2 separate regions of the Mus musculus genome follow, and region 2 is linked to region 1. Evidence: chromatin contacts called from public Hi-C data. All regions are on one chromosome and are shown on one strand. The core of a region is the stretch at or near the end of the contact, and the rest is flanking DNA. Distances in the headings are between cores, read along the strand shown. Region 1 overlaps Grik2 (glutamate receptor, ionotropic, kainate 2 (beta 2)). Region 2 holds the start of Grik2 (glutamate receptor, ionotropic, kainate 2 (beta 2)).

Region 1 (3,003 bases), core at 490-2,989:
AACTCCAAAATGTATAACCATAAAGAGTCAGGAAATGCCTTTCTCTTCTTTTTATCCTATATTACACATATGTATGGTGCATATAAATATATTTACATATCATTCATATATTATATACTTATGTATTAAATACTAATTATTATTCAACTAAGTAAAGTCATACTTTAGTCTGTATTTTACCAATTAATCAAAACAAGCTAGTCAACATAAACTGGATATTATTTCACTTGTAGTTTAAATAAGAAGGTGTTGGTTTAGAGAGAGTTGCTCAAATATGTGAATTCACAGGAGCACCAAATACTTGGATCAGTTGTTACCGGTCCTCAACAAGCACTACCATGCAGGCCTATACTTTTCACATGATTGTCAGAGCTTGCATAAATCTGAATTTTCTTTTTTTCTTTTTTTTAGTCATCAATTTGGCCATGAGACCTTATCTGTTTTATTATTCCCCTCTTTTTATTTTTATGTGTTCTTATATTGACTCTTGTCTCTTTTAACCCTTGTGGATACCAAGGTTGTTTTCAATGGTCATTTAAAAAATACTTTCTGGAATATATTTTAATTCCACATATTTGTAATACACAGTGTAATACAGAGATATCATTGCTTAGATGATACATCAAAGTGTGTGAGAGAAGGGAAAATACTGGAATGCTAGAATATCACTTTGATAGTAAAGAGTATATATTACTATCTCTCTTAGCATCAGGGGCTAGAAGGGTTTTAATGGACAAGATGTTCAACTGTGTTCAGAATAGAAAAGTTAAGAAACTGCAACACACAGATGAACAGATTTTGTTGTTGAGGACCGAATAGGAAAAAAAATTGTGTATAGATATGGAAGAAATAAAATAGCATTTCCTAATTTCCAAATGTTTATAAAATGTTGATATGAAAGATTGTTAAGTAAACACATGGCTATGGATATAATATGATCAACGTTCTTTAGTGCCTACCTCTATGTCTTTCCTGAAAATATGGATACCACCTGAAATTGTAAGATGAATAAACCCTTTCTAACCTAAATTGCTTTTCCAAAGGTTTTATCACAGCAAAAGAAATAAAACCAGAGCAGACACCTTAACTCAACCTAATTGATTCCCTGTCATTACAGTGAGTCACACTTGACCAGGGCTGCACTGCTGGTATGAAGTTATTTGCCCAACAGTGATGCTTAAGATTAGTATATAGTAATACATATTACTGTATATATTACTATATGCTACTATATATATTAATACATATATACATATACTTATATATGCTTATCAGGTAGAATAATAGTTTACTGTGTATCTTTATTCATAATTTCTAAATTTGAGAGAAAACCACAGGCTTTATGAATTTTTAAGCTATCATTTCAATTAATTATACCATCAGGGATATACTTCATTTTATAGAAATAAAGTTTCAATGACAATGCCCTTCTGTTCTTCTCTTTACACACTCTATTTTGTTCTCTTGAAGAGCATATCCCTATTTCCCATTTAGGCCTATCACATATGCAGAAAACTTGCAACATTGTACTTTTTAAACAGGCTCCTGTTTGGGATCCTGTCCACCTTGAAGAGATTACCAGTCTTCTGGCGATCACCAACACTATCTGACAACACCTGCTATACACCATGTGCCAAAAGCTATGCAAACTACTTTAATGTATTATTACCTCATGTAGCCCATGTGGGCCACACAGCTGCGGGTAAAGAACTCTTTTTCAGAGTGGGACAAAGAGCTGGCAGCAGAGCACACACAATGGCAGCTGCAGAGTTATTGGAGAATTGTTTCACAATTGGTTCCTGATTGGTTCTGAGGGCAGCTCTCATCATTCACCTCAGTTATCAGGCATCATGTACTAGCATCATGAAGGTCAGGGACCTGGCCATAGTGTGCAAGCTGAGAGTTTACCCTTTCTGTGTGCATCCTTCTGTTATCAGAGAATCCCATTTCAAATACTGCTGACTGTGCTGAGAAGAATCCGGTCCCAATACCCTTCTCTTTATCCATCAAAATTAATATCCATGTCTTCTAGTTGAAAAAAAGAAACACATACAATTACTTTTTAATTGCAACTATTGAATTTTTAAAGTAATTATTTTTTACCCATGATCAGTGGTTTGTAAAGGCTTTTAAAAATATTTTATTAAAAATTAGGAAACAAAGCAAAAGGTATTACTTTAAATTTTGATTATTTGTTTCAGTTAAGAGGCCAAGTCAACGAAAGAATCAGAATCTGTAGACTTATCTTCCATTTACTGGACCAAGCATCTTTTTGTACTGTGCATTATACCTCAGATGGAAGTTCAGAAATGAGCAAAATCTGAAACGTAGGAGTTCCAGAATGGATCTGCCACCTGCCAGCTTAGCTTCAGATCTCAGAGGGGACCTGCCTACACTCATTTAATGGAAAGATAAATGTGTTCACAGAACTGTTACTATAAATTCATTTGGAACTGGGACAGAGACTGCATTCAAATTCCTCCCAGGTTGGAGTTGCTGGCAGATTTGGTTCAAGGTACCTTTGGGAGGTCATGTATTCTAGAGAAGTGCCAGAGTGTGATCGTTATTCAGAGTTGCCCAAGACCTATTTCTTTTACTGCTAAAACAAATGTTTTGGCAGAACATATGTATTTATTCTTAGAAATGTGATTAAACACTTACTATATACAAGACAGCATATGTGTGGCACTACAATGTTAGTGTGGTGTGTGGTGAGTGTGGTCCAACAAGTAACTAAAAACAATTGAGTAATTCAAGTATATCCTATAGAACATTCATTACATTGTAAAATTTTAGTCCAAACCAAGAGCATTAATGTGAACACACACACACACACACACACACACATACACACACACACACACACACACACACACACACAGAGAGAGAGAGAGAGAGAGAGAGAGAGAGAGAGAGAGAGAGAGAGAGAGAGAGAGATTCTTATGAGATTATGTTTTAAGAATTATAAAAAATACTATGCCTCAGTTTTATTGATGTTGACAT
Region 2 (3,211 bases), core at 536-3,035, 350 kb before region 1:
TTAGGCTGCAGGTCACAGCAGCTGGAGCCCAGGCGCCTGGAGCTGGTCACGCGTCTGTGCTGTCCCGTCCAGGATGCACAATACAGTCATTGACTATTTATTCTCTTCGTACAACAAGGCCGCTGTTGCCTTAATTACAGGAACCTTCTAGCCATTCCTGAGATCTATAAACCACAAACGGACACTCCATGCCACTAACTCATCTCTTCTTAACTTAAGCCCATGTCTCCCAGAGACAGCTAAGCACAGTAAATGTGTGGTGTATGTGTGATACGGTGTAGAGAGCCTAGGATGGTGAACAACGTAGTAAATAGTGAGGATTTGGCTAGGACTGAGTCAGATGTTAGCCCAGAATGTGTGGCATACCGAGACAGGTTCAGGAAAGTTTTTACTCTTCTGGGATAGCAATGGCTGCAGGTAAAACAAAACAAACAAACAAACAAAATACAGCAAAAGAACAAACGCTTCTCTGCGGCCTGTTGGTCTGCTGTAGGGTGAACAGGAGCCTCTGCTTCCAGCCCTTCAGAATTAGACTGGAGTGCTCCTGGGACTGCAGTTGCCTCTAGGCTCCACTGAGCTTAGGAATTCCACCTGGCCTGCTTCCTATTACAATCCCTTTGAAATTTGTCTCCTGGGCTGGTCTGCCAAGCCTGTTCAAGCTTGGCCTCTCTTAAACCTCCTCGAGAATAGTAGCTCACCAATGTACTCTGGGGGGAACTGCTAAGTCTCCACTCTAGTTAATATTGCAGGGCTGAGGATAAAGTAGCAAAGGTATTGAATACATGTTGACTTTTCTGACCCAGAGGAGAGCAAATCCGGGATTGTTTGCAGAAGCTAATCGCTCCTCCAGAGAAGCCTGAGGAGTCTGGTGTGCTCTCTGCCTCCTGTCCCCACCCCTGACTCCAGGAAGCAACCCTTGGGAAGACCCTAGGACTTAGGCACCCTCCTCCTCCCACTTCTCCTTAAAAACATCTTTCAATATCTCATATTTAAGTACTTCTATATGCTCATTTTCCCAACCATGACAGCTAGGACTCCAGGTTCTGTGCTTGCCAGGCCTCAAATTCCCTCAGAGTTCAGGGACCTAGCTTGAAGAACAAAATCAGATATAAAGGGGCTAGACCTGTGCTGAGATTTCCTGCCAGCTTCTTGATGTTGAAAGTCCATTTCTTTTGCTACTGGACACCAGGAGAGACCAAAACCCATCTAGCTTGAGAAGCAGGATAGAAGTAGAAGATGCAGAAACCAAGATGATCCTCACCAACCTGAATGGGAAATGCAGTAGTTGAACCAAAAGGGTCACTTTGGAGACAACCAGCTGCTCCCCAGATGCTGGCAACATAGAAGTCTCGTTGCCATGGTTTCAGGAGCAGCAAAAAAGCAGCCACCCAGAAGCAGAAGCTATGAGTCCTTATACTCAGTGTAGCTTCTCAGAGCAGGCAAAATCAATCCTTGTCCCTTTTGCCTTACCCACTGTCATTCAGAGCATCTCTGTCCCTGTTCCCCTATGCCTGGATGTGGATGTGCTTGCTTGCAGGAGACGAAATCAGGGCCGAGGGTTCCGGAAGCACTAGGTGGTCAGTACCCGGAATTCTCTCCCTGGAGTTCTTGAAATAAAGAGTGCACCGTGCTCTTGGGTGGGCCTGGGTGCCCTGGAGCTAGTAACAGCAGCGGGGAAAGAAGCGCGGCGCCTTTAAAGCAAGAGGAGAGGAACCCCCGCCAGGAGGCGTGTCTGTCTCCAGCGCCACCGCTGCGGCTCCGCGGTCTCGGTCTCCGCCGCCGTCACTTGCGCTCTCGCTGGCGGCTGCGTGGCCGAGGCTGGGAGCCCGGGACTTCCCGCTGAACCGCCTCCTGCCGCAGCTCTGAGAGGACTACCCCAGTCCCTACCCTCCCTCTTCACCCTAGCCGCAGGTAAGCACTCGCCAGCGGTGGACCCTCCCTGGAGCTCAATCCCAGGGCGTTCGCTGTGGGTCCGGAGGCACTGCGGACCCGCGAGGAGCACTAGCCGCGGACAGGAAAGGAAGAGGGGAACCGCTGCCCGGCTGAGTTCGTGCGCTCCAGGCACCTGCTGGATGCAGCCGCTTGGAGGGCTTTGTCTCACTTGCTGCAGCCAGTGCCCCGCAAGGATGAAAGTGGCTCATTTGGCTCCTGGCTGGTGTTCTCCACGTAAAATATTTGAATAAGTCGATCTGTCAGATGTGTACTCAGCTACCGGGACTCAACGCTCAAGGCGAAGAGACGCAGGAAAGCTGTGTATCTTTGTGCCATAACAACTCCTCATCCCTCTTTCGTCCACCAGTCCCACTATCTCCCTGATTCATAACTCTGGGGTGAGAAAGTTGAGATTATTTTAATACTGAGGACAGTATTAAAAGCTTCAGGAAGAAAAAAAAAAAAAAACTCTCAGGGCATCCCACAGGGGTAAGGACTAACTGCATCACTGAGGTGGATCATAAAGATTCAGAACTTTTAACCAACCACATTTCCTCATATTTTTATCTTCTGGAGTATTGGAAGGGTGTGTGTGTGTGTGTGTGTGTGTGTGTGTGTGTGTGTAGCAGTAGTAGCAGAGAGAGAGAGAGAGAGAGAGAGAGAGAGAGAGAGAGAGAGAGAGAGAGAGAATCAAACAGGACTAATGCTTCTAAGATGATTTTGGATTTGGGGGTTGGAGGATATTAGAAACTACCCTCTGGTAACGAAACGAACAGATTACCGTTTAACATTTCTTCATCTTCATACTGTAAGTATCTCTCATCAAAATTACCTTATGGATTAATTTTTTTCATCTCACAAGAATATGACTAATTCATTTAAATAAGTCTGCAGTTTACTTGCTGGAAGATGTGCAATTGCGTTTTAATTTGGTCTTGTTTTACTTCCTTACTTTATAACTTTGCAGAATAGACTCCTGCAATAATCAAGTAAGCTTATGAACTCTCAATGTCCTTAGAAACTTAGGCGTTAAAGAATTGAAATGCACAGGGGAAGAAAAGACAGAAAATGACTAAATAGTAAAACATCTATTTTTTTTTAAATTTAAATCCACTGAAGATTGCACATGCTGAATTTTTTAAAAGGAGCTTTACCGACACAAATCTCTTTGGTTCAATTTCTTAATTAAGATACATTTTTAGCATCTAAATAGTAATTAAAATTAAAAATATCATTAGCCACCAACGTAGCAGAATGTTAATACCACAGTTGGTAATGT

The links. A called contact is a pair of places that touch in the nucleus more often than the background predicts.
Region 2: a contact with region 1 is called in a Hi-C map of forebrain, with 2.1 times the contacts expected there. The contact joins the promoter of Grik2 here to the enhancer-like site in region 1. A contact is called at or near these places in 1 of 39 promoter capture datasets (hippocampal neurons), 1 of 484 Hi-C or Micro-C datasets (forebrain) and 2 of 9 other capture datasets (adipose tissue and pancreatic islet).

What each region holds. Positions count from the first base shown.
Region 1 is chr10:49,435,932-49,438,934 of GRCm38.p6, reverse strand. All of the region lies in intron 7 of Grik2 (glutamate receptor, ionotropic, kainate 2 (beta 2)), which reads left to right. Among named protein-coding and RNA genes, the nearest start is that of Grik2, 350 kb to the left of the region's middle. Within about 2 kb of position 1,739, at least 12 of the 459 cell types and tissues checked have an H3K27ac peak or open chromatin away from gene starts, as enhancers often do. A contact at or near this core is called in forebrain, where this site is marked.
Region 2 is chr10:49,787,328-49,790,538 of GRCm38.p6, reverse strand. Grik2 (glutamate receptor, ionotropic, kainate 2 (beta 2)) reads left to right here and starts at 1,785. Exons shown (of 17, transcript NM_001111268.3): 1 at 1,785-1,911.